Regions from separate parts of the Sus scrofa genome. Here region 1 is linked to region 2. Evidence: chromatin contacts called from public HiChIP or PLAC-seq data. All regions are on one chromosome and are shown on one strand. Each heading gives the region's core, a stretch centred on a gene start, on an enhancer-like site or on the middle of the called end of the contact. The rest is flanking DNA. Distances are from core to core; before and after follow the strand shown.

What was found. HiChIP or PLAC-seq counts read pairs in DNA pulled down with a chosen protein or histone mark.
Region 1: a contact with region 2 is called in an H3K27ac HiChIP or PLAC-seq map of alveolar macrophages. The contact joins the enhancer-like site here to the promoter of TBC1D2B in region 2. A contact is called at or near these places in 2 of 5 promoter capture datasets (fetal skeletal muscle and liver), 5 of 47 Hi-C or Micro-C datasets (embryonic fibroblasts, fibroblasts, liver and 2 more) and 2 of 2 datasets of contacts at active chromatin or transcription factors (alveolar macrophages and skeletal muscle).

What each region holds. Positions count from the first base shown.
Region 1 is chr7:47,921,452-47,925,251 of Sscrofa11.1, forward strand. It overlaps TBC1D2B (TBC1 domain family member 2B), which reads left to right. Exons shown (of 13, transcript XM_021098841.1): 13 at 2,566-3,800. The coding sequence ends at 2,761. ADAMTS7 (A disintegrin and metalloproteinase with thrombospondin motifs 7) reads right to left here. Exons shown (of 24, transcript XM_021098839.1): 24 at 1-3,800. Among named protein-coding and RNA genes, the nearest start is that of ADAMTS7, 71 kb to the right of the region's middle. Within about 2 kb of position 1,825, at least 9 of the 83 cell types and tissues checked have an H3K27ac peak or open chromatin away from gene starts, as enhancers often do. A contact at or near this core is called in alveolar macrophages and embryonic fibroblasts, where this site is marked.
Region 2 is chr7:47,837,420-47,841,141 of Sscrofa11.1, forward strand. TBC1D2B (TBC1 domain family member 2B) reads left to right here and starts at 1,961. Exons shown (of 13, transcript XM_021098841.1): 1 at 1,961-2,357. The coding sequence starts at 1,998.

The DNA.
Region 1 (3,800 bases), core at 575-3,074, 84 kb after region 2:
CAGGGGTCGCTTGGCCCCCTTGGTCCCCAGCACAGTTACTGCCTGTTCTGGGCCACCCTCATTGTCCGTACAGGCCCTGGACCACTGGTGGCGGCTGCTCTGGCCCTGGTGGCCGAGGCCGTGTTCTCCGAGGGGATTTCTGTGGCCCTGCTGCTGACTAGGCGGTGCAGCGCCCTCCGCCCGAGGCGCTGAGGCCACCTTAACCTTGGCTGTGCCCTGGGGCTGAGCTGCCTCTCCTGCATGGGAGTGGACCCCCGCATCAGGCTGGGCACCTTGTGAAAACCACGGGAGTCCTTTCACTGAGAGGCATTTGGAGCTTATTCATGTTTCTCAAACTCTGTGGACTGCCACCCATAATAAGAATATTTTATCTCATAACCTAGGGCACACATCCTGGAGCGTTGTAGCTGGGAGCTGCAGGGCACCGTTGCTGCGGGGGTCTTGGGGCAGGAGAGTGTGCAGGGCCAGAGAGGGGATGGAGGACCGGGCTGGAAAACCACACTCTAGTTCTCTTGAGTGAGGCCACGGGGACCAGGGACGTGGACGTCGGGAGGAGATGGGGGCTGAGGCTGTACCCAGCTTCCTCGAAAGTTGTCACTGTTGTTAGGATCTTTTACTTGGGAAGTGGATTTTTAAGAGGTTTTCAGGCTTATTGCTATGTCAGCAACAATAGTATATCTAAGAACACCGTTTGCCTGTGAAAGACTGAGTCTGGGGTGAGCCTTGAGAGCGTTTTCTTCATCTTACATCAGGTCACATGACAAGAATGGTCTTAAGTAAACTTGACTCTGACAGCTAACGCCTGGGAGGGAGGGCATCCTGCTGGGCCCCTGGCAGTTTTGTGCGGGTGTCATTGTCAGCATGGCAGGCGGCTCCGTGGCCGGCAGGGCAGGGCTGCCTTCTGTCTTGCGATCCTGCAGCGCCACCTGGTGAGAGGCTCTCATGCAGCGTTTCTGTCTCTGCCGCCAGAAGTCAAGGTCCAACAAGGCCTGGAGCTTCCGGATGCAGCAGCATCACCTGGGGTGTCCTTAGCACTGCAGGTGCTCTGGCCCTCCCTCTGGACTGGGGCCCAGTATTTTAGTAAGTTCCCCAGACCAGCGGCTCCAAGGAACATTGATCCTGCCTCCATGGATTGGTTCTGCCAAGGAGGAGGTAGGGCATTCTGAGTCAGATGTGGTCAGGGGTGTGGGTGAGAAAAGCTTAGACCAATCTGTGAATCAAGACTTCGAGGCACCTTTCACGTGCTGAGCGTCATCTTCTGAACTTGGCGGGCACAGGGCACTTTCTCATCTCTAGACTGGACCTTCCAGGCCCAGGCAGAGGCGGTGTGTCATCTCCCGTGCTGCCCAGCCTGCGCTGATAGGCCTCAATCGGCAGTGACCGGTATCAGTTTGATTCGGTGCTTTCTGCAGCAGAGAAGGGCCTGGGGCACCTCCATCCCAGGTATACGGAGCCTGTGACTGACGGCTGTCGGAGAAAAGGGGCTGGTCTTACGGCCCGGTTCCCAGTCCCCGGCCAGTGTTGTTTTTCACAGAGACCCACGCTGAGTGATGGCTGGGCTCCAGCCTCTCTCACTCACGAGTTCTAGAACATGCTCCGGGGAGCCGGGCCTTAAAGCCAGCCTTTCTGGCCCTTTCCCTTCTTGCAGGAGCACCCCCTGGCTTGGAGTGAGGCCCGAGGAGAGGGTGGTTAAAAGCATGAGAGGAAGGAATGCCAAGGGCGTGTGACCTTTCTTATGTATGCATCATGGTAAAGCAGCCCGAGTGACTGAGGAGTAGCAGGAGCAAATGTTTGTTTTCTGACAGAGGCAGGAGGAAGTCCTGTGACATTTCTGTTTCATCACAGCTTCTCCTGGGGTTTGTAAGTGTATAGGGCCTTCCTTCCCTGCTGCTTAGTGCTGGAGGAGCTGGCTTCTGCAGTGGCCCGAGACAGCTGGAAGCCATTGCCACGCCTCAGGGCACGTTTTAGCCCTGTTTTTATTAAACCATTGGCCAGTGGTTAGGGGCAAATTACCATGATTTTTAAATGTTTATTGTAGCTGGGTGCCTTGATCTGGGGGAAGTACAAAACCCATAAACCACCCTTTTCTCCATAGACTGCATCTTGCCACGCCACTGACTGGTCTGCCAGTTACCCCCAGGCTTGCCCAGGCATCGTGCATCCGTTCACTCCCCAGCCATCAGCTTGGCAAGTCTTCCCAAGCACACCCTGCGCAAGGCTTCCTGCTGGTTCCAAAGAGTCAGAGGCATGTGGCCCCCACCGTCACTGAGCAAGTGCCAGACACCGTCCTAGTGCCCACGGTAGCAACCCAAGGAACCCATTAATTATGCGATGTACAGATATGGAATTGGAGGCTGTAAAGAGGGCACTTCACCTGCTCTGTGTCACACAGGAAGTGCCTGGTGGAGCTGGTGTCTGGATTCAGGCCACCACGTGAGCCTGCCCCTGCAAGAGCACAGCCCTCCGAGCTGGACTCCCCGTGCCCTCAGGCCTCTGGGCTGAAATGAGGGCTGAGGGTGAGCACTGCCTGAGCCTCCCTGACGTGCTCCGTCTGTGTCTTGCCAGGAAGCTGATCAGCATCTCCTTTGGGGACCTGAACCCATTCCCCCTGCGCCAGATCCGGAACCGGCGTGCCTACCACTTGGAGAAGGTCCGGCTGGAGCTGACAGAGCTGGAGGCCATTCGGGAGGACTTCCTGCGTGAACGGGACACCAGCCCTGACAAGGGCGAGCTGGTCAGCGACGAGGAAGAGGACACCTGAGCGCCACCCAACCCCCACCCACCCCGACGCTGCTCTTCTTGCCTTCACAACCAAAGTGTGCCAAAAAGGTGAATAGCGGGGACGTGTCTGCTCGTTTCAAAGCCCGAATGTCACATCCGTGGTCTCTGGACGTCTGCTGGGCAGATGTCAGAGCCACACTGCACTTTCTCATTCCCACTCGGGGTGGGGGCTCGTCTGTTTACAGCCATCCCCACGCCGCGGCCTCTGGCGCTCGCATTGCCCTGCTTTCTGCCTGGTGGGTCATCACCAGCTTACAGTCAGCTGCTTCCAAGAGTCTGTTTACAGCATCTGTCGGCTGTGTTGCTGTGTCTTGCTTAGAAAACCTTACCTCGGCCATCTCCCCCTTGGTGTCCTGTACCTGGTGGGCGGCCGTGGGTGTTTTTTGAATGGCTGCCAGGGAGGATGCCCACTGCACTTCAGACACTCCTGAGCCAGAGTCTGACTGCTTCCGGTGGCATAAAGGTTGGTGGGAAAAAACCTTAGGAAAGCAAGCACATCCCGTGTGCCGAAGCAGCCTGTGGAAATTCTGTCCACAGGCCTTCTTTCTGCTGGCGGCTCCACACGGCCAGCCATGCCCCCGTTTCTGGCGCAGCGTTTCCCCTCTCATGCACAGCCTCCAGACACCCCCACCCCGCAACTCACTCCGCCCACACGGGCCACGAGGCTCTGTGCAAAGCTCCCCTTTCCATCTGAGTGTTGACTCTTGGCTCCTTCTTCACATGTGGATGGGATTCCAAGGAACCTGTGGGTCATGAGCCTACAAAGCAGCCCCCTACCCCCCCACCCCGACCCCTGCCAGGCTTGGCTGAGGGAGGAAGCTTCTCTGGGGGCGCTCTGCAGGGCAGTGGTACAGTGGCAGTGTGAACGCTGCTGGACTGCTGGACCCCACGGCTTCCTCGGGAAGAGCCCGTGCTCAGTGTCTCCGCCAGGCCAGGGTGGCAGGGAGGCCACTGCCAGGACCTGCAGCTGGGAAGACTTTGCTTGGGGTCAGAGCTTTGCAGAGCCCTCCCGGACGTGT
Region 2 (3,722 bases), core at 711-3,210:
ACTGACAGAGCTGAGGACGGAGGTGGGCTGCGCCCTCCTCCCCTTTGGCCCTCTGCTCGCGCTGTGTACTGAAGACTCAGCTCTCCCAGCTCTTCCCCTTTCCATAGGATTTCCTGCTCACACCCTACACTGGCTGCCGCCCCCACTAGCAATTCATCGGCATCCGCTTGCCCGTGGGAAGGCCCAAATTAAACACGGTTCCCTCACTCCTGAGGGTGGTCCATCCAACTCCTGCAGTGCATTCTCTGGCCTCCCATGTGTGGGGGCTGCTAGAGCCCCTTTGCCCCTTTTCAGAATCTGTGCTAACTGTATAATAATAATAATAATAATAATAATAATAATAGGAGGAGGAGGAGGTGGTATGTATTGAGTGCTTCCTATGTGCCAGGCAGCATGTTAAACACTTTCCACATGATCTTGTAATCTTTACAAGAACAATGGGATGAGGTAGCTACTTGTATTATCCCCATTTTATGCATGAAGAGACTGAGGCTCAGCGAGGTAAAGGAACTTGCCCAAAGACACACTTCTGGTTAGTGGCAGAGTTAGGAGACAAATCCAGAGCCCAGCCCTTAACACGACGCTGTACTGCTCTCAAAGAGAACCTAACGGCACTAAGGCGGAGGCACTCTTGCTATGGTCACCCAGCCAGACCCTTGCCTGGCCGGGAAAGGGGTGGTCATGTGGCAGCTAACATAGGACCTGTAGCTGCCTGGCTGCCTAGGTGAGCCCTTGGGAGCTCACTCTTGAAGCCTGTCTCCAGTGAAGCAGACTAATTTGGTGTCCCTGTTCATCTCAGAGTGTAGGATTTTCCGCTTGTGTCTGTTAGCGTGTTTGTAAGAACATTCAAAATGGAGAAGGTGGGATGTTCTGATTTGGCTCTTTCACAAAGGTAGCTATAACCTTTTTTCTTTGAGTAAAATTTTGTATTCAACAGTTCCATCTCCTCATCCTATTCTGTTTTTTTTTTCTCCCCAGAGCTGCAGCTGAGGCCTATGCCATAGCCACCATAGGAATGCCAGATCAGAGTGGCATCTTCGACCTATGCCTCACCTTGTGGCAAGGCCCTATCTTTAAGCCACTGATCTATGGAGACCAGGGATGGAACCCGCAACCTCAAAGACTCTATGTCAGGCTCTTAACCTGCTGAGCCATCTCCTTATCCTCTTACTTTGCTTTATTGTGAAACAATAGTATTTGCCTCTTGCAGTTCTTGTGTGAGTTCAAATGTGTTAATACATAAAGCACTGGTAAGTGATAAGTGCTATTTAATTGGTAATCATTTTTAATAACTTCATCACAGCATATATACAACATAGCTTATATTTATCTGTCTTTTTATGAATTATCTCTCTGTCTTATCAGACTATTATCTCCATGATTGGAGAAATGATTGGCGTGTTCACTGCTGTATCCTCCAGGGTGTGGAACTGTACCTGGCACACAGTAAATATTTAATTCAGCAAACAACTGAGTTCTGGAGAGGTGCGAAATGCTTTGTCTTTCATTTATGCATTCTATAAATATTTACTGAGCATCCCCTCAGCGCCAAGCAATAGGCTTTCCCATTTTTGCAATGTAAGCCTGCCAATGTGGCAGCGCAGAGATTTAAAAACTACGTTTTAAAGTAATTTACCTAGATTGAAATACAGTTTTAAGGGGATACTGGATGGGTTTTGAGAAATTCATGCTCCCGTGTAACCCACACTCTCACAAAGAAATAGAGCACCCGCAGTGAGGTGCTTTGAAAACCACATTACACGAAGGCCCAGATGGCACGGCTGACCTTCCAGGACCTGGCCTCTGGGGAGCTCGAAGGGGCAACCCCGGTAGGGGCTGGAGCTCCCGGGGGCGGGCGGGGGCGGGACTACAAGTCCCAGGCTGCTTTGCGCTCCCGCAAGTCGTGAGGAGTGGCTGGGCTGAGGGGAGGGGGCGCAGCGGCGGCGGCGCGGAGGCGCTGGGGGCCGGGGCGCCGGCGGTTGGCGCGCGGGCTGGCAATGCCGGGGCCCGGGACCCGGGCGGAGGAGGGCAGCGGCGGCGGCGAGGGCGCGGCCCCGGGAGCCACGGCGGAGCCTGGGGTAGGGCCCGGGCGGGAGCCAGCGCGGCTGTGCGGCTACCTGCAGAAGCTGTCCGGCAAGGGCCCGCTGCGCGGCTACCGCAGTCGCTGGTTCGTGTTCGACTCGCGCCGCTGCTACCTCTACTACTTCAAGAGCCCGCAGGACGCTCTGCCGCTCGGTCACCTGGATATTGCGGACGCCTGCTTTAGCTACACCGGCCCCGACGAGGCGGCCGAGCCCGGCGCCGAGCCGCCCGCGCACTTCCAGGTGCACAGCGCGGGAGCCGTCACGGTGCTCAAGGTGGGACTTCTCGCCCCGCACCTGCCTCCCGGGGAGCCGCCCATACGCCCTTCCGCCGCTCCTCCTGCTTAACCTCCTTGCTCAGCCTAGCTCCTCTGTCCATTGGGATTTCTGCATCCACCCTCCTTTCTCTGGAGCCCGTCTGCTTTCCTTTCCCCATTTCTTCCTTAGACTCTGTCCGTGTCCTCACCTCGAGCCCTTTCCTGGGTTTAGGTCAGAGTGGCTGGGGGCTACTCAGTCCCCTGACCCGTTATCTCCCTCTGCGCCTTCCCTCGGGCCCTTCTCTGTCCCTCCCCCCACCCCCATCCTGTGGATGTCCTGAGTAACCCTCCCAGTTATTCATGACTGTAGGCATCTTGCCCTTGGGTAAGTTATTAACCTGTCTGTGCTTCAGCTACCTCTTCTGTAAAATGGGTCTAACAATAGTATCTACTGCGTGGGGGTGTTGGGATTGCATGAAATATACTCTATCGGCGGGTAAATGTTTCTGCTTTCAGTGCTGTGGACAGTCAGAGATGTCAGGGCCCTTAGAGATAACCTACTGCAGTCCCCTCCAGAGTAGGCAGGGATGCTCCAGCTAAGGTCTTGCAGCCAGTAAGTGGCAGAGCCCATTTGCTTGCTCCCTATTTTGGTTGGCAGAGGTGGGAAAGATTTGCTTCAGCCAATTCTGCCTTGCCCATTTGAGGCTTCCTTAATCTTCTGGCAGAGAAAACATCATGGGACTAGAGTCAGGAGCCTTGGTCCTGGTGCCGAGAAGGCTCCTCTGTGCCTGGGGGGCGGGGGGGGGCATCATCTTCTAGGGGCCCTCCTGGGTGTCTGGGCCCTGGCCTGGAGCCTGGTCTCTCTGCCAGCCCTGCTCCCTGCTGGTTCCTGTGAGCCTCCGCCCTCACTCCTCTTTCTCGCTTCTCTTCCGTATTGCAAGCTGGGCTTTCTCCAGAGCAGCTGGGCTGGGCTGGGCTGGGATGTGTGAAGACTCTGCAAAGCTGGCCAAGTGGAGAGCAGAGTGGGCTGTGCCTAGCACCCTTGGCCTTGTAAGCACAGGGCTGTTCCCAGGATCTCTAAAGCCAGCAGCAGTTGGAGCTGCTCCTCGAGGTCGTTCTTAGAGCTTTGTCAACTCAGCTCTTGCCATTTCAAGTGGATTCTGATTCCCGTATTCTTTTAGGCTCCTCCATCCCTTCCTTAAGTGGGTGCAGACAGTCTGTTTCTCCAAAGGAAGCCAAGCAGAATTGCAGTCCAGCTCGTACTTACTTAGAAAGCAATCGTGTAAACTTAGGAATGATCCCAGTTAGTACACAGCGACTGTTGCCAAAGAAAGGCTTGTCCTAACTGTACACATGGACTGTCCTTGGGTACAGCTGAATTTCC